Regions from separate parts of the Sus scrofa genome. Here region 2 is linked to region 1. A link is a contact called in public HiChIP or PLAC-seq data. All regions are on one chromosome and are shown on one strand. Each heading gives the region's core, a stretch centred on a gene start, on an enhancer-like site or on the middle of the called end of the contact. The rest is flanking DNA. Distances are from core to core; before and after follow the strand shown.

Region 1 (7,354 bases), core at 2,789-5,288:
GTTAGGCTCCTAGGCCATGCTCTAATAAGTCACTGTCTTAATAGGCCTTAAAGTCTACCAGACAAGACAGGTAGACTGTCATCACTGGCTGTTTCAACTCCCCCCTCTGTATTTCTGTGCCAACACCCAACAGTAATCTGGATGTCTGCGAAAGACACACTCTACGAAACCAGCAGTCTATCAGCAGCTGCAAGAAGAGCGCTTACCCTGTCAACCAGGTCCAGGCAGTCACATCCTGATGTGCCAACACTGACACCTCACACATTAGCATCTATGAATAACTAGAAGATGTCCTATTACCTCCTTCCTCTGGAAACAGGGGTGGGGAAGAAGTTAAGAAAGCAATGAGAGCTGAGGTCAGTGTTCCTTCTTGAAAGGGAGGAAATGTAATTTCAAGCTCAGATGCCTTTAGAGAGGAATGCCATTTACCATTTCTTCATCAAAGAAACACTATAACTGGATTCCAAGGTTGAATTCAAACCCAGACAAACTGTTCTGGTGAAAACATACACCAGAGAGTAGAAACAAATCAGGCTACAGCAGAGAGGAGAGCTGTAGTTCAGACACCTTTATAGGAAGAGGCCCTGCCTGTCTCCTGGAAGACCTGCATTGTCCTATTCTGCAGATCATGGTAATGTGGGAACCTGGGAGCCGGGATGGCCAGGACAGGGGGCGCAAATGGGATCACAAAGGTTAACATCGTTGCACAAGATAAGAAAGGTCTCCCTAATCAATTTGGAAAAGGTGGGTTAAACAGGTTTATTTCCTCTAAGCCTTCTTACTAGGGTAATGGCATCATAAAATATTCAAAGAGCCTTTCTAAAGTCATCTGGTCTAACCTTTTACATCTGCAGCAGCCTAGAAAGGAAATACTTTGGTTTCTCCTTAAAAACTTCTAGAGATGGAGAGGCCAGTCCTCACACTTCATACATAAGAGAGCCCCAAATATCTTAAAAGTAGGTTCTGTGGTTTCCTCTAGGATTGGATCATAAACCACACTCAGTTAAGAATCTCTTATCTCTTCAGCAAAGCAACGAGCGTTGCAAGGAACTACTACTCACCAGCCAGTCTTTCTCACTCAAACCCACTGGTCCACATCCCTGGGCCTGGCCCCTAGGTGAAGGCAGGAGACAGATCATCACTGCTGGAAACACACCAATGTAGCAATAACTGAAATTGGCCCTTACCTGGGGGCTGTGCCTCTGGACACTGAACTGGGAGTTGCCTGAGAAATGGTCACAATGTCTTCATCCCCTCCATCCTCATAAAAGCTCGCTAGGGCGATCTGAAACAGAGAGGTGATAACTTGGGATCCTTAAATAAACCTTCACCTAACACATCTTCTCTGATCACAAAGAAGCAAAGATGCAAAAATGCGGCCTATGTTTACAAGGCAGTGTGTATCTGGGGGCCACAGAAAATCAGACCAAAAAGTAAAGGCCAAATTGTTTTTTTGTCTTTTTTTGTCTTTTCAGGGCTGCACCCACAGCATATGGAGGTTCCCAAGCTACCAATCGGAGTTGTAGCTGCCAGCCTACACCAGAGCCACAGCAACGCAGGATCCAAGCTGTGTTTTCAACCTACACCACAGCTGATGGCAAAGCCAGATTTTAACCTACTGAGTGAGGCCAGGGATCAAACCCGCGTCCTCATGGATGCTAGAGGGGTTCGTTAACCGCTGAGCCACGATGGGAACTCCAAAGGCCCAATTGCTAATTTTCATATCACATAAAACAAATACCACCTACCAAGAGGAAAAAAAGACAAGAAGGAAAGTTGGGATGGAGACACTCCTCATTCTCATTTTATTAGGAAATGTGATCTTGGAAAAGCAGTGTATATTTACTGAGCACTTACTTACATGCCATGCTGTTCTGAGTACAACTGTACCTGTGTTAACTCATTTCCGAAAGAACGCTATGTAGTTAGTGCTATTGTCTCATTTTATAGCTGATAGAGAAGCCCTGCAAAGTTAAGAAAATTGCGCAAGCCTACACAGCTAGTAAGGAGTAGAGCCAGGCTTGATCTCAGGCAGTCTGCTCAGGCTCTTACTCTCAGCTCTTAGGTGACAGCCAGGAGTTGGGAACTGTGAGGTCAGTCCAGACTGCTACTTTTACTTTCTCTCTGAAGCTGTTCGTAATCTGTGCAATGCGGACACTCGTTCCACCAACCCTGCAAAACATTTATTCACACTCATGTCTCAGCTCTATACATACAGAAGGAATATGGGTTTCTTTTGGCCATTTGTGATTGGATGTTTCTCTCACGGACTCAACGCATAGATATTTACTAATCACTTACTTGGCACACCAAAAAAAAAAAAAAAAAAAAAAAAAAAAAGACAGCAATGAGGTTTACAAGAATGAAAAAGAAATGGCTCCAGTACTTGAGGTCACCAACTCATAGAAGCCAGTGAGCTGCTGTGGGACATAACCAGCTTGCCAGGAGCAGCGTTCCTTCATGGGACACAACCAGCCTGCTGGAAGCAGTATGCCTTGGCAGGACACAGCAGGCCTGTGAGGAGGCAGTGAGCTGTGGTGGAACGCCCACTGACTCGGCATTGAGGGCAGGGCCAGGACAGTCATGCCACATGCATGAGCCGGCTTCACCACCTATAGCATCAGGAGATGGGGCTGACGAGTTGCCAACTGTAACCCTGTGAGCTTTTAGGTCTTTCAGGCAAAAGCTAGGTTTTGTATTTCTGCCCAGCGCAGGGGTTTCACATGTGTGAAGCGTAATGCTTTACCTGACTCTCACTGTGGGGAAGCATATAAATGGTGAGGTCAGCAGACCCAGATCAAATCCTAACTCCTGGCTGTGTGACCTTGGGCTGATCACCTGCCCTCTGAGCTTCCGATTCCTCATCTGTACAACTGAGGTAGACTTCTTTAATTCACACAGTGTTGCTAGGATTAAATGAATCATACATAAAGTGTCTGACACATGGTGATTGACAGCTTGGGCTCTGTTATTAGACAAAACTGAGTTCTAATGCCATCTTTTCCACTTAGGAGCTAGTGAGGCATTGAGCAAGTTACTTGACCTCCCTAAACCTCAGCTTCAAAATGCAAAGGTTAAACGACTTAAGACACAAAAAGCAGTTAGAACAGCACTTGGCTTCTGGTGAGCAGTCAATAAACATTAATCATCATCATCTACCTAAGATGTACACTGGCCAAGGATATGTATGCAATTTCTTCTACCATTAATTACTGAGTCAGATGTTGTTCTAGGCACAAGGGATTCAACAGTTTACAAAATTCCCTGCCTCGCTTGGCTCATCTTCCTGTCTTCTTAACTAATTACCAAACATTTAATGGACACTTGATACGTGCCAATGAATTAGACGATAAGCTCCACTGAGACTCCCACTTTACAGATGAGTAACTTAGAATAGGCTCCAATCTTGCGCCACCACCCAGTTTCTCCCAGCATTTAGGTAGGAGGAGGGGTGGGTCAAGTCCCAGGCACAGCTTCTCCCTCCTCCTGCGGCTGGGGCCGCAGAGATGGAAACGAAGGAGCACCTCGTCCCCAGCGCCACCCGGGAGCTGGTCGGTCCAGGCCGCCCGGCCTGCAGCCGACACACGGCGCGGCAGCCACGCCCCCAGGCTCCCCTCTCCACGCGGGATGCGGCAGTGCCCCAACTCTCGCTAACCCGACAGCCAGGAAGAAGGGGAAACTGAGGCCCAACAGAGAAGGTCGGGCCCGGGGCTGGCCCGCATTTTACCACACCCAGGCGGAGCTTGCGACGCGTGGCAGCGGCCCCAGGACCCTGAGGCCTGGGCCCGGCGGGATGACTGTGCGCTTCGGCCACCTCGGGCTTGAGGCTCCAAGCGCCCACGCCCCATAGCCCCTAGCCTGCCGGACACGGCCCGCCTCGCGGCTCTACCTGCAGGTCCCAGCCGGCCGACTCGAGGAAGAAGCGGGCTCGGTCCTCCTCCGCGCCCGTCACCGCCACGAACTCCCTCAGCGCGTCCTGTCGCTCCGCCGCCATCTTCGCCCCGTGCGCCGCCCAAAGCGCTCCGGGCGGCGCCGCACAGCCTCAGCCCCGCCACCGCGTTCCGCCCGCCAGCAGACCCAGCCCAGCCGAACAGCACCCCGCCCACAGGCCCCGCCCCACGCGGTGCCTCACGCAAAGTCTTCCGTCCGGGAACCGTCAACGCTCCGCGCCCTCTGGCGGCCACAGCGCTAACCCGAAGTCTAATGGCGTGGGGTGGTGGGAGATGAGGGGAGTATGAGAAGCAGGGCGAGTCTTCCACCAGTGCCTGTGGCATGAAGGCTCCCGGAAGGAGTCGGTTTCACAATTACACACTGAGTTGGTTTATCATGTCATTAATTTACTCATTCGTTCATTCATTTACTTGTTCAAATATTTACTGAGTGTTGTCAAGGGGCTCCTGCTCTTCCAGGGCTGAGGATCAATGGCTTGCAAAATAAAATACCTGCCCTTCTTGTTGCCCATGTTTGACAGCCTTGAAGGAGTCACTCTTGTCTCCTGACCCTTCTTTGGCTCCCCATCTAAATGTGCATAAAAGACAAAGTCTCACGGCCTTCAAGACCCCAGGGAGATGTGCCAGCCCTCCCTCTTATCTTCTCCTAAGCTTTTTTTTTTTTTTTAAATGCGAACCTAAAAGTTGAGAGTTGAGTTTTATGTGTGGCAAAATGAAGATACAGACTGGGAGGCACCATTTCAGATAGCTCCGAAATACCGCTCCAAAGGGGCAGTGAGAAATGTCAGCATACATGTGATTTTGGTGAAGGGGAAGGTACATGGAAGCAAGCCATATTTTACAAATGTTTGCTGCTAGTCTCATGAAGATGACTGTTAGTCACGAGGTGCAGACATCACCACGGAGGATTTTAGTGCTTTTCTAGGCATGAGGAGATGCAAGAATTGAGCTCATAAAATCTCCTGAAAATGTCTACGTATCCGAAGACCTGTCCTGCCGGTTTCCCCAGAGCACAGAGTGCCTCACTCCTGATCTCTACCCTGAGCTCCTTTCGGGGGGTGTTGATTCAGTCCACGTAGAGGCAGATGGCAAGTGTCAAACTCCAGTTCACACGTCTCAACAGCTTCCTTGGCTCCAGGTACGTGGTCCTTGTTGCTGTTCCTCTGGTGCACCAGACACATATTGGCCTCGGAGCCTTGTTGCTTTTTGCCTGGAACACCCTTCCCTCATGGGTGGGCAAGGTGCTCACTTTCCTGAGTCTCTGCTCCAAGGGCACATCCTCAGACACAATCTTGCCTTAGAGTCCTCAGCTTCTTTGCCCTGTTGCCTTTTACCCCCTCCCGGGGTGCTCTTTTCTCCCTCTTCCCCCATCAGCTCCTGCTCATCCTTCCCGTCTCAGTTTAGGTGTTCCCTCCTCCCATGGCCTTTCTCATCCCCAGGCTCCATCAGACAGTCCCCCTTGCATGCCCTCTGACACCATGTCAAGCCTTCCCCAAGGGCCATGATCCCGGTGGCAGTATGGCTGAGGCTGTGTCCAGTGCAACGTGGCTTGAGAGCACAAGCTCTAGGAGTTACCATCGTGGCTCAGAGGTTAACAAACCCGACCAGTATCCATGAGGATGCATGTTCGATCCCTGGCCTTGCTCAGTGGGCAAAGGATCTGGCATTGCCTCGAGCTGTGGTGTAGGTCGCAGATGAGGCTCTGATCCCACATAGCTGTGGCTGTGCTGTAGGCCGGCAGCTACAGCTCCGATCAGACCCCTAGCTTGGGAACCTACATATGCTGCAGGCGCGGACCTAAAAAGACAAAAACAAACAAACAAAAAACACAAGCTCTGGACTTGGATAGCCTGGAGTTGAAGCCCAGCTATTACTGCCTGTGTGACTGGGCAGATGATGTCTCTAAGCTTCCGTGTCCTGATGGGTAAAGTGGAGCTCCTCCCAGTTCCTACCCCTGAGGGATGTGTGAGGATTCAGTGTGAACTGCTGAGAGCAAGGTTCGATGCTTGGTAAGGCCCCAGGAGATGTTAGCTGTCATTTTCTCTCCCATGACCTGCAGCCACTGGCATTAAACTTGTCACTTATCGTCACTTAATGACTCTGCTGAATTAAAGAAGGAGTGGATAAATGAAACCAGGTGAGAAATGCAGGGGTTGACATTGGAGGACAAGGATGCAGGGCCGGTACCTGGACCCCTGAAGAGTGTTGAGCTGACTGTGGGCTAATTGCAATAAATAAAATGTTCCTTTTCCATAGAATGGATGCCTTTGTGGCTAGGAGAAATGGTGACCCTGGACAAGCTGGGTGAGAAGAACGGGCCTCTTGCCCACTCTGGGCTTCTATTTGAAGATGGTAGGAGGTGGGGTGGGCCAGCCCAGTGTTCACAGCTTTCTCAGACCCATTTTCCTCACATCCCTTTACTGCCGTAAATGGAATTCAGAGATAGCAAAACTGACCTCCGTGCATGTGGAAAACCAATATCATGCCCTAACTGGAGGGGAAAAAAAGGATGATAATTGGGATAAAATTATCAAGTATAAGAACAGGAAAAAGCAAAATGAAGCCATTAGATGCTTATCTTTACCTACAGGGCTGTATGATGGGTGATTAAAATATTGTCCATGGGAGTTCCCATTCAGGCTTGGCGGTAACAAACCCGACTAGTATCCGCGAGGACACAGGTTTGATCCCTGGCCTCACTCAGTGGGTTAAGGATCCAGCCATTGCCATGAGCTGTGGTGTAGGTTGCAGACACGGCTCAGATCCTGTGTTGCTTTGGCTGTGGTGTAGGCTGGCAGCTGCAGCTCCGATTTGACCCCTAGCCTGGAAACTTCCTTATGCCATGGGTACGGCCCTAAAAAGACAAAAAATATTGTAAGTGTGTTGCTATTGGCTGATGTAATTTTTCAAAGTGGTTTTAAAAAAAGCCTCTTTAAGATTATAAACAACACAAAGTTCCACCTGCCTTCTATTGGCACGTAGTTGCTTTTTGGAAAACATGGTGTATATCAAAACCGTGCCAAAAATACCTCAAGTTTATATGTTAAATGAATGAGGATCTAGGTTCACGTTATTAAAATCAACTTTTCAGCTATACCAGGTCCTGACAGGACATGTGGGAGGAGGGAACATTTTTTGTGGTGCAAGAATCCCCTTTCCTGCTGCCACAGCATCCAGCACCAGCCCTGATTCCCAGTTCCTGCTCTCTTCATCGCTGTGTCAACCCCAAATGCCCCCCGACTTCCTAGAAAGTCCAGGATCTTGGAGACTTACTCCGACCACACTCATGCTCTGCTCTGCCGCCAAGCCAGGTCTGTCCACCCTGGAAACTGATTGATGACTTGCTCCAGCTTAAAGGTTTGTAGGGGATCAGCTCCCCATGATCTGGCTGGTGTTTGAATCCC
Region 2 (7,354 bases), core at 3,546-6,045, 300 kb before region 1:
TGTGCATTTCACCACAATTAAAAAAGAAACTTTTCGAAAACTAATAGCTGTATTCAAATTATCTCCTCCAGGTGTCAGACACGCTGGACACCTCATTGACAAGGGGAATGGGAAATGTTGGGCTCCAGATACTATTGAGGAGTGTTAATCATGGAGGGCTTCTTGGAGGAGGTGTGTTGTTGGGCTGATGTTAGGCCAAAGGAACAGGATTCCAGTGGTGAATGATTCCACCTCAGTGTCCGTCTGGGTACTGATCCTCCACTCACGTCTTCACGGTTTCCAAGGAGATGGTTTCCAGGGAACTTGGAATATCCACATTGCTGTCACTTGGCAACCCAGAACTGGGGGCTGCAGCGTCCTGCCATGTTCTTTCCATCATCCTAGGCCCTCGTCTCTGGCATGGGCTCTGCGCTGCCCAGGCAGCGGGGGCCCAGCCAGAGAGACACCTTCCATCTGCTCTCCTTCTCAGCCACTCACAGGCCTCCCAGGGACAGTTGAGACCCCTGTTGATGGCGGTAAGTCCGCAGAAAATGCTAGATGAGCCAGGGGGTGGACATAGACAATCTCCAGCCCCAGAGGATTTTCCCACTTGCTCCCATCCATGAAGGAACCTGGAGGACCCTGGGGTCCAGCATGGGTGGAATACAGTCCTGGATCTCTAGCGCATCTAGGCCACAGACAAGGGTGGAGGGGGCTGTGGTACAGAACAGACTCCATGGTGCCCCACTCACCCCCCAGCAGGTACCTCTAAGAATCACAGGCTTCCTTCTTTACACTCTGCAATTCTCTGCCTGAGGGCTTTTCATGCCCCCAGTTGCCCTTGACCTGTGGTAGTTGGGAATGAGGGAACAAAACACTCCAGTTCCCTTACCTTCATTTAAACAACTCTGGGGCGAGTCCTGTGCTGCTTCCCAGAGTTGCCAGGCAGGACTGAGCTCCAGGTGCCCAGAGATGGCACCTTGGCTTGATCACATAACACCCACTGGCTGCCTTCCACCCCCTGCCTCACTTCTCCAGGATCTCTAGTGCACTCCCTTATTGCTATTTCCTGGAATCAGCTCCCAAATAAACAGCTCAAGTCCTTGTCTCATGTTGGCTTCTGGGGGAACCCAAGTAACAGGGATGATGATGTGTAATGAGGAACCAAGTTCTGTGAGATGTGAGCTATAACCAATTGTATGCAAAGCAGTGGTCAAATCAAGGGGAGCTGCCTGCACAGGTCCAGGCAATGGTGATGGTGGGGACACTGCCTTAAAATATATATATATGCAGGAGTTCCCGTCGTGGCTCAGTGGTTAGCGAATCCAACTAGGAACTATGAGGTTGCGGGTTCGATCCCTGGCCTTGTTCAGTGGGTTAGGGATCCGTCTGGCATTGCCATGAGCTGTGGTGTAGGTTGCAGATGTGGCTTGGATCCCGTGTTGCTGTGGCTGTGGCCAATTGGACCCCTAGCCTGGGAACCTCCATATGGTGTGGGTGCAGCCCTAAAACGACAAAAAAAAAAAAAAAAAGTAAAAGCAGTTGGAGTTCCCTGGCGCTTCTGTGAATCAAGGATCTGGTGTTGCCACTGCTGTTGCTTTTGATGTGAGTTTGATCCCTAGTCCTAGAATTTCTGCATGCTGCAGCCACAGCCAAAACAAACAAACTTAAAAGCAGTAATAAAATGGATCAACAGCCAGTCTACTTTCTATTATCACCATGAACCAGTCTTTCTAACCAACTTCAGCGATAAAATTTTCCTCCCCACGAAAGTTGACAGAGCTCACTGTCCCATGCCCACCCCTTCGCATGCCACTGAGGCCAGCGGCACAGAGGAGAGAGCAATTGATTGTGGGTTGAGGAGATGGGAGAAGGCCTCACTCAGGATGCCACACTGACCCTCTAATCACACAGTACCAGCTGCCTTTCCCACCTTCATGACTTTGCATGTGCCATTCTCCTTTACTGGAATACCTTTTGTTCCTCAATTCACTGCCAATTCTCCAAATAAGAGTTACTGCAGCTGGGAGGCTCTTCCTCCAAGAAAACCTCCCTGACACCCAGCCTGAATTAGATGTCTCCTCTAGGCTTGTATAGTCCTCCAAATGCCCCTCTGCCATGACAGGTTTCATACTGGGTTACCAGTTTTTTTTTTCCCCCGCTAGACAGCTCTGTAGAGATAGGAACTACAGTTTGGTTATCTGGGCTGTGTTCATAGTAGACACTTAGGAATGGGGCTGCTACTGGGTGGGCACCTCTGTGCAGTGCACAGCCTGTATCACTATCATGGCAACCTATCCTACGGACATTTAGTGAATGAGTGAATAATGAATAGGTGAGAATTTTCAATAACTGGGGAAGGACACTTCAAGCTTTGAAAGCGAAGAGCTTCCCAGTGGAAAGGGCAAACAGCTTCATGTCACAGGCAATACATCTCAGGAGTTCCATGCCACCGGCTTTAGCATCACCCAGAGTGTAGTCAATAAACCTACACTCCACCTCAGACATGCTCAGCCAGAATCTCTGCAGATGGGATTCAAGAATCTCGGCATCCCAGGGGAACCCCGAAAACAAAAAATTGGAGAGGTATAGGGCCAGCTAACAAAGTGAGTGGTGGAAAGCAAATGGGGGAGAGTGGCCCAGTTGGGCTGAGCTCAGGCCAAGAATTCATTCATTCTGCATTCACTCATTCATTCATTCAGTAAGTATTTACTGAGACAGGAAGGCATTCAGGTATACCTATACACAAGACGGACATGGTCCCTTCTCCTTGGTCAAAATTAATGTCAAATACTTAAGCAAATACATATGTAATATAGTGTCAGCTTATGATAAATGCTTTGCAGGTAAGAAAGCGGGATAAAAGGTTAAAGATAGGAGGTTCTTTTCCATGGGGTGTCAGGAAGCCCTCTGCTGAGGCTGACATGATGTGAGGAAAGGAGTCAGTTAAAATGAAAGAGCATGTGGATATATGAGAAAGTGCAGTTCGGGCAGAAAGAATACATGCAAAGGCCTGGAGAACAGAACACGCGGAAAAGGGAGACTGGTTAGGAAGCTACTGCTATAGTCCAAGTATGAAATGCCAGAGGCTCCAACCAGTGCGGGTAGGAAGAAGTGGTCGGATTCAGAGTATACTTTGAGGGTAAAGTGGACGAGCTTTGCTGTTCGATCCGATGTGGGTATAAAAGAAGAGGGGAGTCAAGATCACTGCAGACGAGTGCAGGGGATGGGAGGAGAGTTGGAGGAGATAATGTTAGAGAGAGGCAGGGGTGGGGAGCACAGACCATAAGATGGTTCCTACAGACCATGGGAAGGACTTACTTTTCTCTGCAGTGTGATGGGAGCTCTGGGAGGGTTTTGAGCAGAGGAGGGATGTGAGCTGGCATACGTTCTAACAGAATCTCTTGTTGCAGAGTGTAGAATAGACTTTAGGGAGACAGAGATAGAGTAGGGCAGTTGAGAGGCTGGTGTCAACATCCCAGTGAGAGATGATGGTGGTTTGCAGCAGGGAGCTGACTGAGATGGGAAAACAAAATTTGTTTGAGTAAAAGCAATAAGAGGATTTCAAGAAACTTGTTGAAGAACTAATACATAATAAAAATTACGAAGGAGGGAATTCCCGTTGTGGCTCAGAAGAAATGAACCCAACTACTATCCAAGAGGATGCAGGTTCCACCCCTGGCCTCCATCAGTGGGTTAAGGATCCCACATTGCTGTGAGCTGTGGCAGAAAAAAAAAAAATTATGAAGGAGACAGGAAAATGAATGACTGAAATTTGGTAGTAGATCAGGAGCACCAGCTCTGGAGTTAGCAGCTGTGTTTTTGGGGGGAAGTGGCTTCCATTCTTTGAACTGGTGATAAATATGAAAAGTGGGAATAATAATGAAACTTAACACATAGAGTTTTTGATAAGGTGATATAAAGGTGTTTGTTTTTTTGTTTTTTTTGTTTTTTGTTGTTTTTGGTTGGTTGGGTTTTGTTTTGTTTGTTTGTTTGTTTTGTCTTTTTGCCTTTTCTAGGGCTGCTCCTGCGGCATATGGAGGTCCCCAGGCTAGGGGTCTAATCGGAGCTGTAGCCACTGGCCTACGCCACAGCCACAGCAACGCGGGATCCGAGCCGCGTCTGCAACCTACACCACAGCTCACGGCAACGCCGGATCCTTAACCCACTGAGCAAGACCAGGGATCAAACCCGAACCTCATGGTTCCTAGTCAGATTCGTTAACCACTGCGCCACGACGGGAACTCCCGATATAGAGGTTTTGACACAGGATCTAGCAGCAATAAACATTTAATCAATGTTATCCAAGGAGCTAGACTAGATTGCAGTATCACCTCTGCCACTCACTCATCTTGGTCAAATTTACCCCTTTGTTCCTGTTTACCCATCTGTAAAATGGAGTTAACAAAAACTTTATGGGGTTGGATTGTGAGTTTTAAATAAATGAATACAAGTATTTAGAATTACGTGGTCCGGAACAAGCACTGCATAAGTGCTAACGATTATTATCAGTATATTTTAGGCCTATTTCATAATCTCTTCCGCCACCAGCATAAACCCACCTCATTCTGCAGATGAGAAGTCTGTGGCTCTGAACAAAGTAGCCCCTCCTCAAGGACGCCACAGCCTGCGTGTAGTGGCTCCGCCAACTACGGCCAGTTGAAGATTTCGTCTTTGAAGGACCTCACCCCCAGGATATCCGCCTCGCCCGCCCGCTGCCTGGCGGAACATTTGAGAGTCGCGCTCTTGCTTCCAGTCGGGCTCACTCTCGCAGCACCGCCGGCCCCGGCAGGCACTTCCGGCGGCCACGCCCCCAGCACTGGGGCGTCTCCATTTTGGCCGCGCAGGTTAGGGACGTGACTCAGACCAGCGGATCGGCGAAGCGGTGTTCTCGGTACTCTGAGGGCCGAGCCGGCTCACCGCACTCTCTCCCTTCCTTATTCTGCCTGCAGAGGCCGGGGGCGCGCATGGCGGGCTTGGAGGTCCTGTTCGCGTCTGCGGCGCCGACCATCACCTGCGCGCAGGACGCCCTCGTCTGCTTCCTACACTGGGAGGTGGTTACGCACGGCTACTACGGCTTGGGCGCCGGCGACCAGGTACGCCAACCGAGCCAGCCCAGGGCCAGGGTGGAGGGGGTAAGGTGTCTCCTGCCTGAACCCAGAGGACCGTCGGCTTGGTCCTTAGTGCCTGGCCTTCCCTCCTCCCCAAGTCCAGGCACTGAGGCTTATGACACCATTGCTCCCTATGGCCTGCAGGTCAGGGAGGTGCTAGCTGAACTGTCCCAGCCCAGCTGGCACAACATGATTTGAAAAGCCAAGGACAGAGTCTCGCTCCCGTACAGCCCGGCAGTCTCCCAGGCCGGGATTGTGTGGATCTGGCACCGAGGCAGGTGTGCAGCCCCCCTGAGCCCTCTTCACCTATCTGAACTCCGCGAAGCTTCTTCCCATACAGCTGGGTGGGTGGGGCTGTTGTCAGCACTATCCTCCTACTGTACTTAGCGCCCAGCAGGTATCTGGATCCATGCAGGGGTATAGGGGTGAGCTTGGACCCATTCAGCTCCAGTCAAGGGCCCTGAGAGCTCAGACACCCTCTCCCTTTCCTGAAGGGCCCAGTGCAGCCCACTCTCTGGTTGTCATCTTTAGCTCAGGCTTTGGGGCAAGAACAGCCTGCCACACACATGCAGAGGTGCACCCTGTGTGTGAGGGCCTGTAGGTTTGCATCCCCAAAGATGTCCTACAGGACCAGCCCCTCCTGTTCTCTTGTCCTCAGGTTCTGCCTCTTCCTGCTGGGGGCCTTGTTGTCATCCCCACAGAGCCCTAGGACTGCTGGGCCCAGGCAGCCTCACTAATTCTTTGCTGTAGCATTCTCCCATCTGCCCCTGCCCCTTCCCTCTGACTCTCCCCCTCCACATCCTTGTACACTTCCTCTGAGAACTGGGCGGGAAGCCCTTACTGTCCCTTCGCTCCATCTGAGAAAATAGCCTCCCGTACACACACTCAGCCAAGCCACCACTGCCTTTTCACTGTCAGAACCTAGACCAGCTCTGGGGAGCAGGGTGCTTCACTCCTTCCATCTCACAGTGAGATCTTAATCTTACTTTCATTTCTAACTGCTTTAGTTCTCAAGCTCCCTAATCCTTTTTAGTTTCTCACGCATACATCCAGAGACTTAGTTTTTCTTCTTCTGATACAGAGCTTTAGGGATCCCTCGTCAAACACAGTTTATACATCCAGGTTCTGTACCCCATCCTCACTGTCCATTCCTTTTCCCTTAGAACTGTTGACCAAGACCATCACACCCTGATCAACAGGAATAAGAAACACAAGTATTGTCATGGATCTCTGGCTCCCCCCCTCCCCCAGACTTGGCTTTTCTGATCGCCCTGCACTTTGTCTCACTTGCCTTGCCTTTCAACATTTCACAATTTGGGACCAGGTAGAGGCGGCCCACACTAAACAGTCAAATTTCCCCTTTCAGTGCATAGTCTCCCCACTTGGCTCCATTCCAGCTTTCCAGTCTTTAACAGCCCTTTCACTTGCCCCAGGCATTTCATATCACCTTTTCTGGGGTGTTCTCCTAGATAGCTGGTGTGTAGGATGGTTCCGGGGACAGTGGGACTGAGAGGAGGGTAAGACTTGCCTCTGCCCTTGGGGCTTCCCTATCGGCTCTCAGCATCCCCCCCCCCAACCCCTCAGATCGGACAGGTCTGCCCTGCTCGCTGTCCCTTCTCATGTACCTCACTCTGTTTACTCTCCCCCCAGGAGCAGGAACTTGTTACAGGGACTCCCTTCTCCCCATTACACAGACATGTATCAGCACTGCTCACACCACTCGTCCCCTCCCAAATCCTGTCAGCAGTTCTCTCTCAGTCACTTGGACAGCTTAGGGACATCAGTTCCTGTAGATCATTGCCCTGTCCTAACTGGCATCATTCCCTTGCCATACACTCCAGGCTCCTAAGTTTTCAGAAAGTACACAATTTCACTTTAATACTGGTCTAACAAAGTGAATAAAGGATCCTTAACTGAATCCCAGAGATCCATCTAATTCCACTCTCTTCTTGGTGCCACATGTTGAGTTCATGCTGACCAATAAAAAGATAGTTACCCCTAAGATGCCTACAGCTCCAGGCATCTTAGGGGTGGCCAGGGAGAGTGGGGATGAGGGTTTGGAAGGTATTGTCCATCTGTTTATGTCCTCTGAGGGGCCGGGGGGCAGGTGGTGGCGGGAAGGTGGCGTTTGTAGGGCACACTGGAGCATGAAGTGTAATTGCTTCTCTCTGCCCTTTGTCTGAAGTGCCGCTGGAGCTCAGGTTGCACTTGTCCTCTCACTTCTGAGTCTGCTTTCATTCAGAGTAGAAGCCATTTGGAGGAGC

Evidence for each region. HiChIP or PLAC-seq counts read pairs in DNA pulled down with a chosen protein or histone mark.
Region 2: a contact with region 1 is called in an H3K27ac HiChIP or PLAC-seq map of skeletal muscle, with 4 times the contacts expected there. The contact joins the promoter of PSMF1 here to the promoter of NSFL1C in region 1. A contact is called at or near these places in 1 of 5 promoter capture datasets (liver), 6 of 47 Hi-C or Micro-C datasets (omental adipose tissue, psoas muscle, retroperitoneal adipose tissue and 2 more) and 2 of 2 datasets of contacts at active chromatin or transcription factors (alveolar macrophages and skeletal muscle).

What each region holds. Positions count from the first base shown.
Region 1 is chr17:33,866,239-33,873,592 of Sscrofa11.1, reverse strand. It overlaps NSFL1C (NSFL1 cofactor), which reads right to left and starts at 4,038. Exons shown (of 9, transcript NM_001244443.1): 1 at 3,890-4,038; 2 at 1,188-1,285. The coding sequence starts at 3,994.
Region 2 is chr17:34,162,164-34,169,517 of Sscrofa11.1, reverse strand. It overlaps PSMF1 (proteasome inhibitor subunit 1), which reads left to right and starts at 4,795. Exons shown (of 7, transcript NM_001243340.1): 1 at 4,795-5,075. The coding sequence starts at 4,947. LOC102164496 (a long non-coding RNA gene) reads right to left here and starts at 4,717. Exons shown (of 3, transcript XR_001302079.2): 1 at 4,542-4,717.